2 separate regions of the Ovis aries genome follow, and region 1 is linked to region 2. A link is a contact called in public Hi-C data. All regions are on one chromosome and are shown on one strand. Each heading gives the region's core, a stretch centred on a gene start, on an enhancer-like site or on the middle of the called end of the contact. The rest is flanking DNA. Distances are from core to core; before and after follow the strand shown. Region 1 overlaps RFFL (ring finger and FYVE like domain containing E3 ubiquitin protein ligase). Region 2 holds the start of RFFL (ring finger and FYVE like domain containing E3 ubiquitin protein ligase).

Region 1 (6,251 bases), core at 2,214-4,713, 56 kb before region 2:
GATCCTTGCTCCAGGAAGATTCCACATGCAGTGAAGCATCTACTGAGCCCACGTGCTGCCAACTACTGAGGCCGCACTCCAGAGTCTGTGCTCCGCAACAAGAGGAGCCCAAGCAACGCAACCAGAGTAGGTAGCCCCCACTCGCCACAACTAAAGAAAGCCCAATCGCAGCTGCAAAGACCAGTACAACTAAAAATAAGCAATTACTTTTTTAAATAAAACTTCTTGGTACAGAAGCTTTCCTCCCGCCTCCTCACACAGCTGCGCCTTTGCCCTCCTCTTCCTGTCAGCCTTCGAGCTCCCTACTGTGGAGGGATGACTCTCTTCATCTTTACCTTTCCACCCCAGGCAACACCTAACACACCGTAGATACTGAATAATCTATTTTTCACTAAATAAGGGAAAAATTACTTTATTTTTTAATTTTGGCCACGCCAGGCAGCTTGCAGGATCTTAGTTCACCGACTTGGGCTCAAACCCACACCCCCTGCAGTGGAAGCGCAAAGTCTTAACCGCTGAGCCACCAGAGAAGTCCCTGGAGTTCCTTAGTTTACTCAGTGTCATGCCTTATTTTAGTCAGACTGATACCCTGCCTTCTTCAGTTCGACCTTCTCCTCCTCCATTTCATCCGTCTTCGTCAGTGGCGTGCCCTTGTATCTTAGTAGCTAAAGTGCCTTTGTGTCTGAGTCTCTTCTTTTTCATCTGTAAAATGGGTTGACAACCACTCCTTCACAGGGTTCTGGCACAAAGAGCTGATCACCAGATAGAAGCTGCCTGGATCGGTCTCGGCCTCCCCCAGACCAGGCTCTAGTAACTTCCCGCTGGTGTGCAAGAGCTGCCTTAGCGCCTCTCCTACGGCTCCAGCAAACCTCCCTCCTCGTGAAGCCATGTCCGCTCCCTGAAACAGGGTCAGCCAGGTCGCTGCTTTGTTCAGAACCCTTCAGTGCCTCCTTGTGGCCTGGTGGCTACAGGCTCCTTACTGCAGAAGCCCTGGTCCTTTACTACCGAGGCCATCTTTGCTGCCCTCACTCCCCAGTCCCCTGCACCCTGGAACAGGCCACGCACTCTTCCCAGGTCCAGCCTGCATCTGCTCCACCTCTAGTGCTTTTACCTCGGCCACTGCTTTGCCAATCAACAAGCTTCCTTCGTGGCTAGAATGATCCATTTACCAACAGTGCCTGGTGCCCTAATACTTAACTTATACAACTGACTCTCGTTAGTTCTTTGTAAATGGGGGCCTCCTTAACCAGACAGTAAGCTCCCCAGGGGAACGCCCTATGTCTTGGCCCTCTCTCCACAAAAGCGTGACCTCTAGCAGCTAGCACGCTGCTGGGACAGAACCGGGCCCTCAGTGAAACTCTTCAGCGTGGAAATGCCAGCCGTAGAGTGAAAGCAGACACTCTCTGATCTACTTCCTCTTTTGCAAATTCTTCTCAACAGTCCAGTCATTCATTCATTCATTTGAAAAACTGTATTGCCCACCTACCATATCAGTCTAGATAGACACTGGGAAAAACTTGTGGACAAAACCGGCAGAATCCCTTACTCTGTGTATCATCTGAGAAGACAGGCAGTCCACAAACACATGTATGCTGGGTGGTGAAAACCGCTATGAAGAAAATAAAGCACCTTCCCACCCCCACTCAACCATCCCTCTTTCTTCTGGGGCCGGTCCCCTCATCCATCCACTTTCTCTCTTCTGGCTGACCAACGTCAAAAACATGCTAGATCTCCTGATTCTCCCAAGTTTGTTTGTTTGTTTTTTTAATTGGAGGATAGTTACTTTACAATATTGTGACTGTTTTTACCGTACCTCAGTATGAATCAGCCATAGGCATACATTTGTCTCTCTATCCTGTACCCCACCCTTCTACACCCCAACCCTCCAGGTTGTCACAGAGCACCAGCTTTGGCCGCCCTGAGTCACGCGTCAAACTCCCAATGGTGACCTGTTTTACATATGGTAATGTATGTTTCAATGCTATTCTCTCAGATAAGTTCCCAAGTTATCACCACTTATCTGTGCTTTCTCTCCATTTCCACTCCAGAGAATAACTGACCTTAAAAAAAAAGCTGCAAATTCACGCTGCTGCTTTTTTTTTTGGTCTGTGTTGTATGGCTTGCAGGATCTTAGTTCCCCAACCAGGGAGTGAATGAACAGAGAAAGTGCAGAGTCCTAACCGCTGCACCACCAGGGAATTTCCCATGCTGCTTCATTCAGACAAGGGTTTTCCACATTCCTTTCCTGCCAGTTACTCTGCCACTTCTGCTGGTCGTTCCTAGCACTGCTCACAACGTAGCGATGAAAACAGCACAAGCTCTGGCCATCTAACAGACTTCTGATGTGCTGAACGACTGCTTTAGATAAGGAGGACAATTTCTTCTTCTGTTAAATGGGAAGACACAACAGTAGCATAACGTCACGGGGTGGTGTAAGGATGCAGGGACACCACGCATCTGAAATGCCTAGCTTGGTGCCAGGCACGTGAACAGGACCCCACGGCCCTCCTTCCATCACCTCCGATGCTCAGTCCACCCACAGTCTCCACCCCCAGCAGCACTGAGACCGCATGGCCCCGAGTTCCCCCTGCTCTCCACCTCAGTCTCCATTTTCGGACTGAACCCCTCAGTCCACGTGTACGAGGAGGGGCGCCCCTGCCCACGGAGCCACAGCCACCTGGCTTTGGCAGCCTCTCCCGCCAAGTTCTCAGTGACCGGGGTAGCCACGCAAATGGCAACAGAGCCTGGCTGTGTGCTCCCTTCCCTGCATGGCAGTGAGGCACAGGCGAAATATGACCAACGAGGCAAGCTGCCCATCCTCCACCGTCTTACAGGTACAGAGGGGTGGCTGGCCAGCACTGCGAGCTGCACAAAGTCTGACATGCTGTCTTCGGCGGGAGGACTTGAGAGTCAGAGACATATGTTTGCATCCTGGCTCTGCCTTTTAATAACCACACAGTTGTGGGGCGCTACCTAAGCAGAGGGGAAAGAATGAGTATTTTCATGTCTAGGAAGCTATTTGTCAGGAACTTGACAGATACAGTTTCCTTTTACTGTTAAACTTTAAGCCTTAGTTTCTCATATGTAAAGTGGGAGGTCAGGGCCCCTGAAACCTACATCAGAGAACGTCCCTGGGGGTCCAATGGTTAAGACTCTGCGCTTCCAATGCAGCAAGTGCAGATTCAATCCTCAGGTGGGGAATTAATATCCCAAATGCCATGTGGCATGGCAAAAAGAAACCCGAAACAAAAAATCTACATCATAGAGGTACTGCGAGGATTAAGTGAAACCAAAACTCTACAAATCACTTAAAATAGTCCCTGGCCCACAGCAGATGGTTTAGAAAGTATTTTTTCTTCTCAAAGTTCCCATTATCGTCACTGGAACATCACATTCTGGGCTGCACACTTCTCATTCTGTAGAGTTCTCTCCCAGGTCAGGGCTCACCTTCTGCCCCCCGGTACGCTTGCCCAGACAGAGGGGAAGCCCACACCTACGCACACCACTGGCCTGGCCAGCAATTTCACTTCCTGCCCCTACTCTGGAAACCGCAATCATGCATTTTAAATAACATGGCTACAGTAAATAAATAAGCTCCAGTCTTCACCTTGTCAGGGTCCTGGTGTATCTGAGATGTCCCTGCACTGCCTTCAATTAAAAGAACAAGTTCATCTAGAGTCAGGCTTTTTACGATGGCAGCTAATGAAGAAAACAGCAAGTGCCTGCTGCACCCCAAGCATCGCGCCGGGCCCCCTGAACAGCTTAGCTCACTTTATTCCCAGGACACTGAGATGTGATTTACATACAACTATGATATCCCCACTTCACAGTTGGGAAATGAATCTCAAGAGGTGAAGTCATACAGCTAGGAAGTGGCCGAGCTGCTATCTGAATTCAGATCTGCTGCTGCTGCTGCTAAGTCACTTCAGTCATGTCCAACTCTTCGCAACCCCATGGACTGCAGCCTACCAGGCTCCTCCGTCCATGGGATTTTCCAGGCAAGTGTACTGGAGTGGGGTGCCATCGCCTTCTCCGGAATTCAGATCAGCTGTGTCCAAATCTCTGCCGAGCTGCTTTGCTTTTGCTTGGTTAGTTTTTTGGGGGGCATTTAGCCATACCTTACTCTTGCCTGGAAAATCCCATGGACGGAGGAGCCTGGTAGGCTGCAGTCCATGGGGTCGCTAAGAGTCAGACATGACTTCACTTTGACTTTTCACTTTCATGCACTGGAGAAGGAAATGGCAACCCACTCCAGTATTCTTGCCTAGAGAATCCCAGGGATGGGGGAGCCTGGTGGGCTGCCGTCTTTGGCGTCGCACAGTCGGACACAACTGAAGCGACTTAGCAGCAGCAGCAGCAGCAGCCATACCTTGCAGCATGTTGGATCTTAGTTCCAACTCTTTGCAAGTTTCAACTTAGCTCCAACTCATTTTGGATCTTAGTGCTGACTCTGCAACCCCAAGGACTATACAGTCCATGGAATTCTCCAGGCCAGAATACTGGGGTAGGCAGCTATTCACTTCTCCAGGGGATCTTCACAACCCAGGGATCGAACACAGGTCTCCCACATTGCAGGCGGGTTCTTTACCAGCTGAGCCACCAGCCAGGGAAGCCCTTAGTGCCCCAACCAGGCATCAAACCCATGCCCCCTGCACTGGAAGCACACAGTCTTCACCACCAGACCTCTAGGGAAGCCCTCTGCTTAGTTAGTTCTAATACTCGTGTGGAAGGATGGGTCAGGTCTGGGTTGCCAGCTCTGCACCGCCAAAGGAAGGGCAGGCATCAAGGAGGGGAGTCCTGCCCGAGGACCCATGGCTACAGTGGCTGAGCAGGCCCAGAAGTCGACACTCACCTTCCTGGCCATGCTTGCGAAGTGGGCCCCACAGGCCTTGCAGCTTGGTTCTGAGCCCGTGGGAGAAGGGAAGGAGCTGTACCCAGGGTTGGAATAGGCCTGTGTCCTGGCTCCCTGGGGCGGTGGGGCCTCCTCAGGCTGTCCATCCAGGCAAAACCAGTTGCAGCAGGCTGCCCACATGATAAGATCTGATATGAGGGAGAGAAGGGAGAAAGGTCAGAATTAAAAAGACACACCTCGACTGGGTTCCCACCCCCAAGGGCACAGGTGAAGGGCCATATAGGTCTATACCTGCCGCCAGAGGCAAGGTGAGGACGGGCTTTCAGGGGCCACATCAGCACCTCCCCTCAGCTGCCCTTCCAGTAAAGGCACACACAGACAGCTGACCCGCCAGGACAGGCCAGCTCAAGCGGCCGAGCCAACCTGCTACCTTTGAAAGGGTGCTGATGTCTCTTTGGGTTTCATCTGAGATCTTTACTTCAAATAACATCTTTTGTCTTAGCGATTACACGTGGCCTGACAGCTCTGTCATTCAAGAACATAACCTTGCCCCTAGAGCTCAGACAGAAAGAACTCTATCCTGCATTTCCACACTCAGACTGACATGAGGCGGAGGGATCAGTATTTCCTTTACTTAGATGAGGCAACCCAGGCTCAGAGGGATCAGCGTCATACCTAATTACAGAGAACTGAGATTCGAAAAGCCCAGCTCTTCTGACCCCCCACCTAACACTCTCTCCCCTGTATTACGGTGCTCCCTGGTTTCCACGCCCACCAGCCAGCAGAACTCGCTGACAGCTCTTACATGTGTGCCTCCGACTCGACATCAGCTGCCACCATGGCACCTGTAATACTTATGCTTTTTTCTACTCCTAGGCCATCCATTCTTTGAGGACAGGGACCACTTATTCACATCAGTCCTGGGCACAAAGCAGACACTCCACAGTTATCGGCTTCCTTGCTGAATCAGTGCCTCTGCGGACTTCATAAGAACTTTTGGGTTATTATTCCCATTCTAAGTATCAAATACAGGAATTAGGGGCAAGGGGGTTGATGCTTTTTTTGAGATCACCGAATAAAGCGGATCCACTCTCTCAAATGTCAGAATAAACTAAACATTACGAGGGGTTCCACTAAAATGCCAACTGCTGCTGTGATAAAGTAAGATGTGCTGTTCTCAGTAGACCGAGGCAGCCAGGGTGACCTTGTAGGCCTGAACTCTTCGCTCAAGGGGATAATGAATGAAACATGTAGCATAGTCATAATCAGCTCACACAAAAGAAGGGTACTTTCAGCTCTGCCTCCTTACTCACTGAAAGTGCCTTTGTTAGACTGGAGTTCAAAGACCATAGTGAGCTGGAAGGAACTAAGAAGCCACTGGTTCCACCTTAGTTATTTT
Region 2 (6,164 bases), core at 719-3,218:
AAAATGGTTTTTCCACTGCTGTCTTAAGATAGTGCTAAGCAGAGTGGTATCAACTGGCTTAGTCATGATAAAATTTTGAAAACAAATTAATTTCTAATCTTTTTGAGAACAGCTCTCTTTTTGTGTATGCTATTTCAGCAATGGGTTAAATTAAGTCAATTTCAAAGATTTACAATCCCTGACCCCAAGGTAAACAGTCTGGATAACAGCTGTCTCCCTGATCAATATGGAAGTTTCTAGTGGGCTGATCTTCCTAAACAGACATTAAAATGTGTGTGTGTGTCCAAGATTACATGGAAACCTTCTTCATGCACAATCAAGTTATTACAGTTAGGCTTTGCCACATCAAACTGTAATTGTCATACCCAATTTTCAAACTTAAGAAAATAACACCTCTAAATAAACTGTAATTTATGACTTGTACTCTGAAATCCGGAATTATCAGGAAATACGCTATAGAGTTTCAGAAATGCTTGCCATCATCTATTTCCTTGAATGTGAGGCAAAACAATCAAGAAAAAAGGATAAAGAAGTCGTCAAACCTGAAATCCCCTGAACTAGCTCCCAACCCTAGAATTCCAAACAAACTCGGCCAGCACCGTGTCCCCTGCCTGCTTCCATTCCTAGAAAAATGTGCCCGTCAGTGGACAACCTTGGCCACACTATCTTGAACCGTCACTGAGAAAACAACTACTCCCCACACAGTTGCAGCCAACAGGGGGTGACAGGAGGTGTCTGCCCTCCAAACCATGTGTAAAACGGAATGGGCAAGAAACTTACTTTCTTAGAAGGCCACATAACACCTGGGGATGTTTGTTCCTTAATTTCTGGTGGCCTTTAGCCAGGGAGCAAAGTGACAGTTGTGGGTGAAGCCCTCTATCAGAGCTAACAGTTATTCTTCCCTGGGGTAGACGGGGAGGAGCATAGTGCACTCTTCCTTGATTACACAGGCAGTTTTTCCCCTAGAACAAGTGACAGGCCAACAGAAAGGAAAAAGTACACTGTTGTTTCTATCTTCAGCCAGCCTGACATCAAGCTCTGAGCAGACAGAAGCCTGCGAGGCTGTGGCTCCCCGGGGCCAGCACTCTTCCCCATGTCTGGTCAAATGTCTCGTGGGCAACCCAGCTGAAGAGGCCCCACCGTTCCTCTCTGTCTTGGCCACTGGCGGCCTCATACAGGTTACCTCAGGGGAACAGAAGCCAACTTCCACCAGTGGCCCCTAGGTGGGGAGGGGGGCACGTGGGTGGGAGAAGCATATCCCCAAACTTCTCCATCGAGCCTCCGAACTCCAGCCTCCACCTTCTTCCGAGAAGCCCGCGGGGCTCCTGCCCTGGAAAGTAGGGTCAGGCTAGCTGCTGAACGCAGGCCGCCGCGCGCACCTGCCTCAGTTTCCTCTGCTTCAAAAGCCGCATCTTTCCCCCCAACCCCCACAAGTCAACTGAACCTCCCGATCGGGGAGGGCGTTTGGAAATATATGATAACACACGTCTCCCGTTAGTGCCCCCACAGGTGAAGTGCTTCCGTGAGGGGCACTTTTTAATGGGACAGGTGCGGGCTACCTTGAATGCGCAGACTTTTCAGCGACGGAGGGCTTCCCCTCATTCCCTGTGGGCAGCGAGCGTCTCAGGCCGCGCCCCGCACAGAGGAGGCGCCCCCGCCCCCACCCAGGACCACAGCCTGGCGAGACCCCGAGGCCGAGCAGCGCTCCCCGACTCCGGACTCCCCCAGAAGCCCAGCCTAGGCCGGGCGCCCCGCGGACGCCAGCGCGGGCGCCGCTGCCTCCTCACCTGTCGCGGCCGCCTGCCCGGCCCCGCACCTGGGAGGGGAAGGGGAGGGGAGGGGAGGGGCCGGATCCGGGCCGCGGGCGCCTCAGGCAGGGGCGCTGCGGGCTGCGCCGCGGCGGCGTCTCTGGGGCTGAGGGGCGCCGGGGGGCGGTCGCCACATCCTCGCGGGCGGCCCCAGGAAGTTGGCCCCCCCCGCCGCCCCTCAGCCATCCCCAGCCGCCGGGGCCGGTCGCTCCCGCCCCTCGCGCAGGCCCCGCCCCTCGCGCAGGCCCCGCCCCCGGAGCGGCCCCGCCCCCTCGGGAGCGCGCCGCCGCCTCTCCTGCCGCGCCCGAGCCACCATAGAGAGGCGAGAGGCGCGGGGCAGACCAGAGGGCGGCCTCCGCGCGCGCGCGCGCGCCCCCTGGCGGAGCCCCGGGCCGCGGGCGGCCGACCCCGGCCCAGGAGCCTAAGCGCATGTGTGTGGCGACGCTACTCCGCTGTCGGGGCATCTGCTGCTTCCAAGTCGACGCGGGTCACCGCACTCTGCGCGGGGAGCTGAAGGGTCCAAACCGTGGTCCAGCTTCGAGAGCCTAAGCCCTGTAACATCTCAGAACTCGTTTCAAAAGAAAATTTTAAAAGTTGCCTCACTTCCATATCCCATTGTTCCTCACCACAACGGCTATCAGCAGGTGATGGCTCCCCCAAGCTACAATGAAAGAAACCCAGGCCCATCGAGGTTCGCTATCTAATTCAAGGTCGCATGGTTGGGAGGTATTAGAAGCCAGGTCTGAAGGACATCAAAACCCGTGTTTGTCCCATGCACTCTATGGCACCTCCCTCTCAAGCATTTCCCAGTCTAAGGGCAAAGAGTTAGCTAATTTCACCTTAAGAAAGTGAGGAAACTCCTCAGAGGGAGGCCCTGGTAGAATGAAGACTCTGTAGGGAGGAACCCACCCCAGCCGTTCATCATCAGCTGGGTACCTTTCAGCAGGTACTTAACATTTCTGAACTCTCCTTGCCTCATCCCTGAAGAAATTGGTACTGTTGGTGTGAGGCAGGTTGTTATGAGGATTAAATAAACCAATACATATATTCAGAAGTGCTTAGCAAACTATTAAGGGGGCTTCCCTGGTGGCTTGGTGGTAAAGAATTTTGCCTGCCAATGCAGGTTGGTGAGTTCCATTCTCGGGTCTGGAAGATCCCCTGGAGAAGGAAATGGCAGCCCACTCCAGTATTCTTGCCTGGATAATCCCGTGGACAGAGGAGACTGGTGGGCTACAGTCTGTGGGGTCGCAAAGCACAACTGAACAGTTGAGCATACACACAGTAAACCATTAATACAAAGCACTAGAGTTGCACGGAGAATTGTTACCCAAGGTGGACTAATTTTCTTATGCCTAAGTTTCCTATGGAGACCTCTCAGGGTTGTCCTAAACAATTTGTATTTTAACATAAGTAATATCACAAAGAAAACTAGAGTAAAATGATATCATTTATACATGCAGACTCTGTCACTTTACAAGTATTATTTCCAGTTTTTACAACCCAGCAGACTGAGTACTATTATTCCCACGTTTGTTTTTTTTTTTTCAATATTTGTTTATTTGGCCGCAACGGGTCTTAGTTGTGGCATGTAAACTCTATAAATTGTGCAGCATGTGGGATCTAGTTTCTTGACCAAGGATCGAACCCCAATTCCCTGTACTGGAAGTGAAGAGTCCTAGTCACTGGGCCATCAGGGAAGTCCGTCAGTCAGTTCAGCTCAGTTGCTCAGTCATATCCGACTCTGTGACCCCATGAACCGCAGCACGGCAGGCCTCCCTGTCCATCACCACCTCCCGAGCTTACCCAAACCCATGTCCATCGAGTCGGTGATGCCATCTAACCATCTCATCCTCTGTCGTCCCCTTCTTCTCAATCTTTTCCAGCATCAGGGTCTTTTCGAACAAGTCTGCATCAGGTGGCCAAAGTATTGGAGTTTTAGCTTCAACATCAGTCCTTCCAATGAACACCTAGGACTGATCTCCTTTAAGATGGACTGGTTGGATCTCCTTGCAGTCCAAGGGACTCTCAAGAGTCTTCTCCAACACCACAGTTCAAAAGCATCAATTCTTCAGCGCATCAATTCTTCAGCGCTCAGTCTTCTTTATAGTCCAACTCTCACATCCATACATAACCACTGGAAAAACCATAGCCTTGACTAGACAGATCTTTGTTGACAAAGTAATGTCTCTGCTTTTTAATATGCTGTCTAGGTTGGTCATAACTTTTCTTCCAAGGAGTAAGCATCTTTTAATTTCATGGCTGCAGTCACCATCTACAGCAATCTTGGAGCCCAGAAAAATAAAGTCAGCCACTGCTTCCACTGTTTCCTCATCTGTTTGCCATGAAGTGATGGGACTGGATGCCATGATCTTAGTTGTCTGAATGTTGAGCTTTAAGCCAACTTTTTTACTCTCCTCTTTCACTTTCACCAAGAGGCTCTTTAGTTCCTCTTCACTTTCTGCCATAAGGGTGTTGTCATCTGCATGTTTGAGGTTATTGATATTTCTACCAGCAATCTTGATTCCAGCTTGTGCTTCCTCCAGCCCAGCTCAGTCTTAGTCAGTGTTTCTCCTGATATACTCTGTATATAAGTTAAATAAGCAGGGTGACAATATACAGCCTTGAGGTACTCCTTTTCCTAGTTGGAACCAGTCTGTTGTTCCATGTCCAGTTCTAACTGTTGCTTCCTAACCTGCATACAGATTTCTCAAGAGCAAGGTCAGGTGGTCTGGTATCCCCATCTCTCTCAGAATTTTCCAGTTTGTTGTGATCCACACAGTCAAAGGCTTTGGCATAGTCAATAAAGCAGAGATAGATGTTTTTCTGGAACTCTCTTGCTTTTTTGATGATCCAGCAGATGTTGGCAATTTGATCTCTGGTTCCTCCACCTTTTCTAAAATCAGCTTGAACATCTGGAAGTTCATGGTTCACGTATTGCTGAAGCCTGGCTTGGAGAATTTTAAGCATTACTTTACTAGAGTGTGAAGTGAAGTGAAGTTGCTCAGTCGTGTCTGATTCTTTGCAACCCCATGGACTGTAGCCTACCAGGCTCCTCAGTCCACGGAATTTTGCATGTGAGATGAGTGCAATTGTGCGGTAGTTTGAGCATTCTTTGGCATTGCCTTTCTTTGGGATTGGAATGAAAACTGACCTTTTCCAGTCCTGTGGCCACTGCTGAGTTTTCCAAATTTGCTGGCATATTGAGTGCAGCACTTTCATAGCATCATCTTTCAGGATTTGAAATAGCTCAACTGGAATCCCATCACCTCCACTAGCTTTGTTCGTAATGATGCTTCCTAAGGTCTACTTGACTTCACATTCCAGGATGTCCGGCTCTAGGTGAGTGATCACACCATCATGATTATCTGAGTCCTGAAGATCTTTTTTGTACAGTTCTTCTGTGTATTCTTGCCACCTCTTTTTAATATCTTCTGCTTCTGTTAGGTCCCTATCATTTCTGTCCTTTATTGAGCCCAACTTTGCATGAAATGTTTCCTTGGTATCTCTAATTTTCTTGAAGAGATCTCTAGTCTTTCCCATTCTATTGTTTTCCCTATTTCTTTGCATTGATCGCTGAGGAAGGCTTTCTTATCTCTCCTTGCTATTCTTTGGAACTCTGCATTCAAATGGGTATATCTTTCCTTTTCTCCTTTGCTTTTTGCTTCCCTTCTTTTCACAGCTATTTGTAAGGTCTCCTCAGACAGCCATTTTGCTTTTTTGCATTTCTTTTTCTTGGGGATGGTCTTGATTCCTGTCTCCTGTACAATGTCACGAACCTATTCCCATGTTATTAATGAAGATCTTCCTTTTAAGAAATTTACCCAAAGCCACACAGTTAGCAAAAGGCCAAACTGGAATTTGAAACCAGGTCTTTCCACCACCAGGAACACATGGAAAGACTGGCCTGCTAGCGGCCTCCAGCACCTGAATTAACTGTGCCCATCTTTTTCCTGTCTGGCTATTTTGCTCACTTTCCCTGATGCACTGCCTTGTTCCCTCTGCTTCTCCCCAGGGGTTTAGCTTCCTCTAGCAAAGGCATTTATTGTCTCCTCTTTCCCCTTCTCTGCCTCTTTTTCTCTTTAGATGCCATCCTCTCTTATTTCTGAAAGGGCTTTGTGACCCATGATTAAGGCACGTCTATTCCCCACCCAAACTCTCCTTCTCTTGATGTTATTATCATAGAAAGTTAATAGGTCCAGAACAAGGATGGGGTGAGACCCAGAGATGTCTTTTTGTAAGCTTAGTTTTTAAGCTTAAGTGCACAGTTTCGAAAGGGAGTGCACTTAAGCCACTGATGGGCCTGATAATTGGAGTCAGAACTCATGACATCCTATGGAAATCATTTTTTCTGGGCCC

The links. A called contact is a pair of places that touch in the nucleus more often than the background predicts.
Region 1: a Hi-C map of blood shows a contact between it and region 2, with 3 times the contacts expected there. The contact joins the enhancer-like site here to the promoter of RFFL in region 2. A contact is called at or near these places in 7 of 16 Hi-C or Micro-C datasets (blood, hypothalamus, mixed tissues and 1 more).

What each region holds. Positions count from the first base shown.
Region 1 is chr11:14,770,608-14,776,858 of ARS-UI_Ramb_v3.0, reverse strand. It overlaps RFFL (ring finger and FYVE like domain containing E3 ubiquitin protein ligase), which reads right to left. Exons shown (of 8, transcript XM_042255416.1): 3 at 4,853-5,040. The coding sequence starts at 5,032. Among named protein-coding and RNA genes, the nearest start is that of LIG3, 42 kb to the left of the region's middle. Within about 2 kb of position 3,463, at least 4 of the 54 cell types and tissues checked have an H3K27ac peak or open chromatin away from gene starts, as enhancers often do.
Region 2 is chr11:14,713,349-14,719,512 of ARS-UI_Ramb_v3.0, reverse strand. It overlaps RFFL (ring finger and FYVE like domain containing E3 ubiquitin protein ligase), which reads right to left and starts at 1,968. Exons shown (of 8, transcript XM_042255416.1): 1 at 1,788-1,968; 2 at 781-962.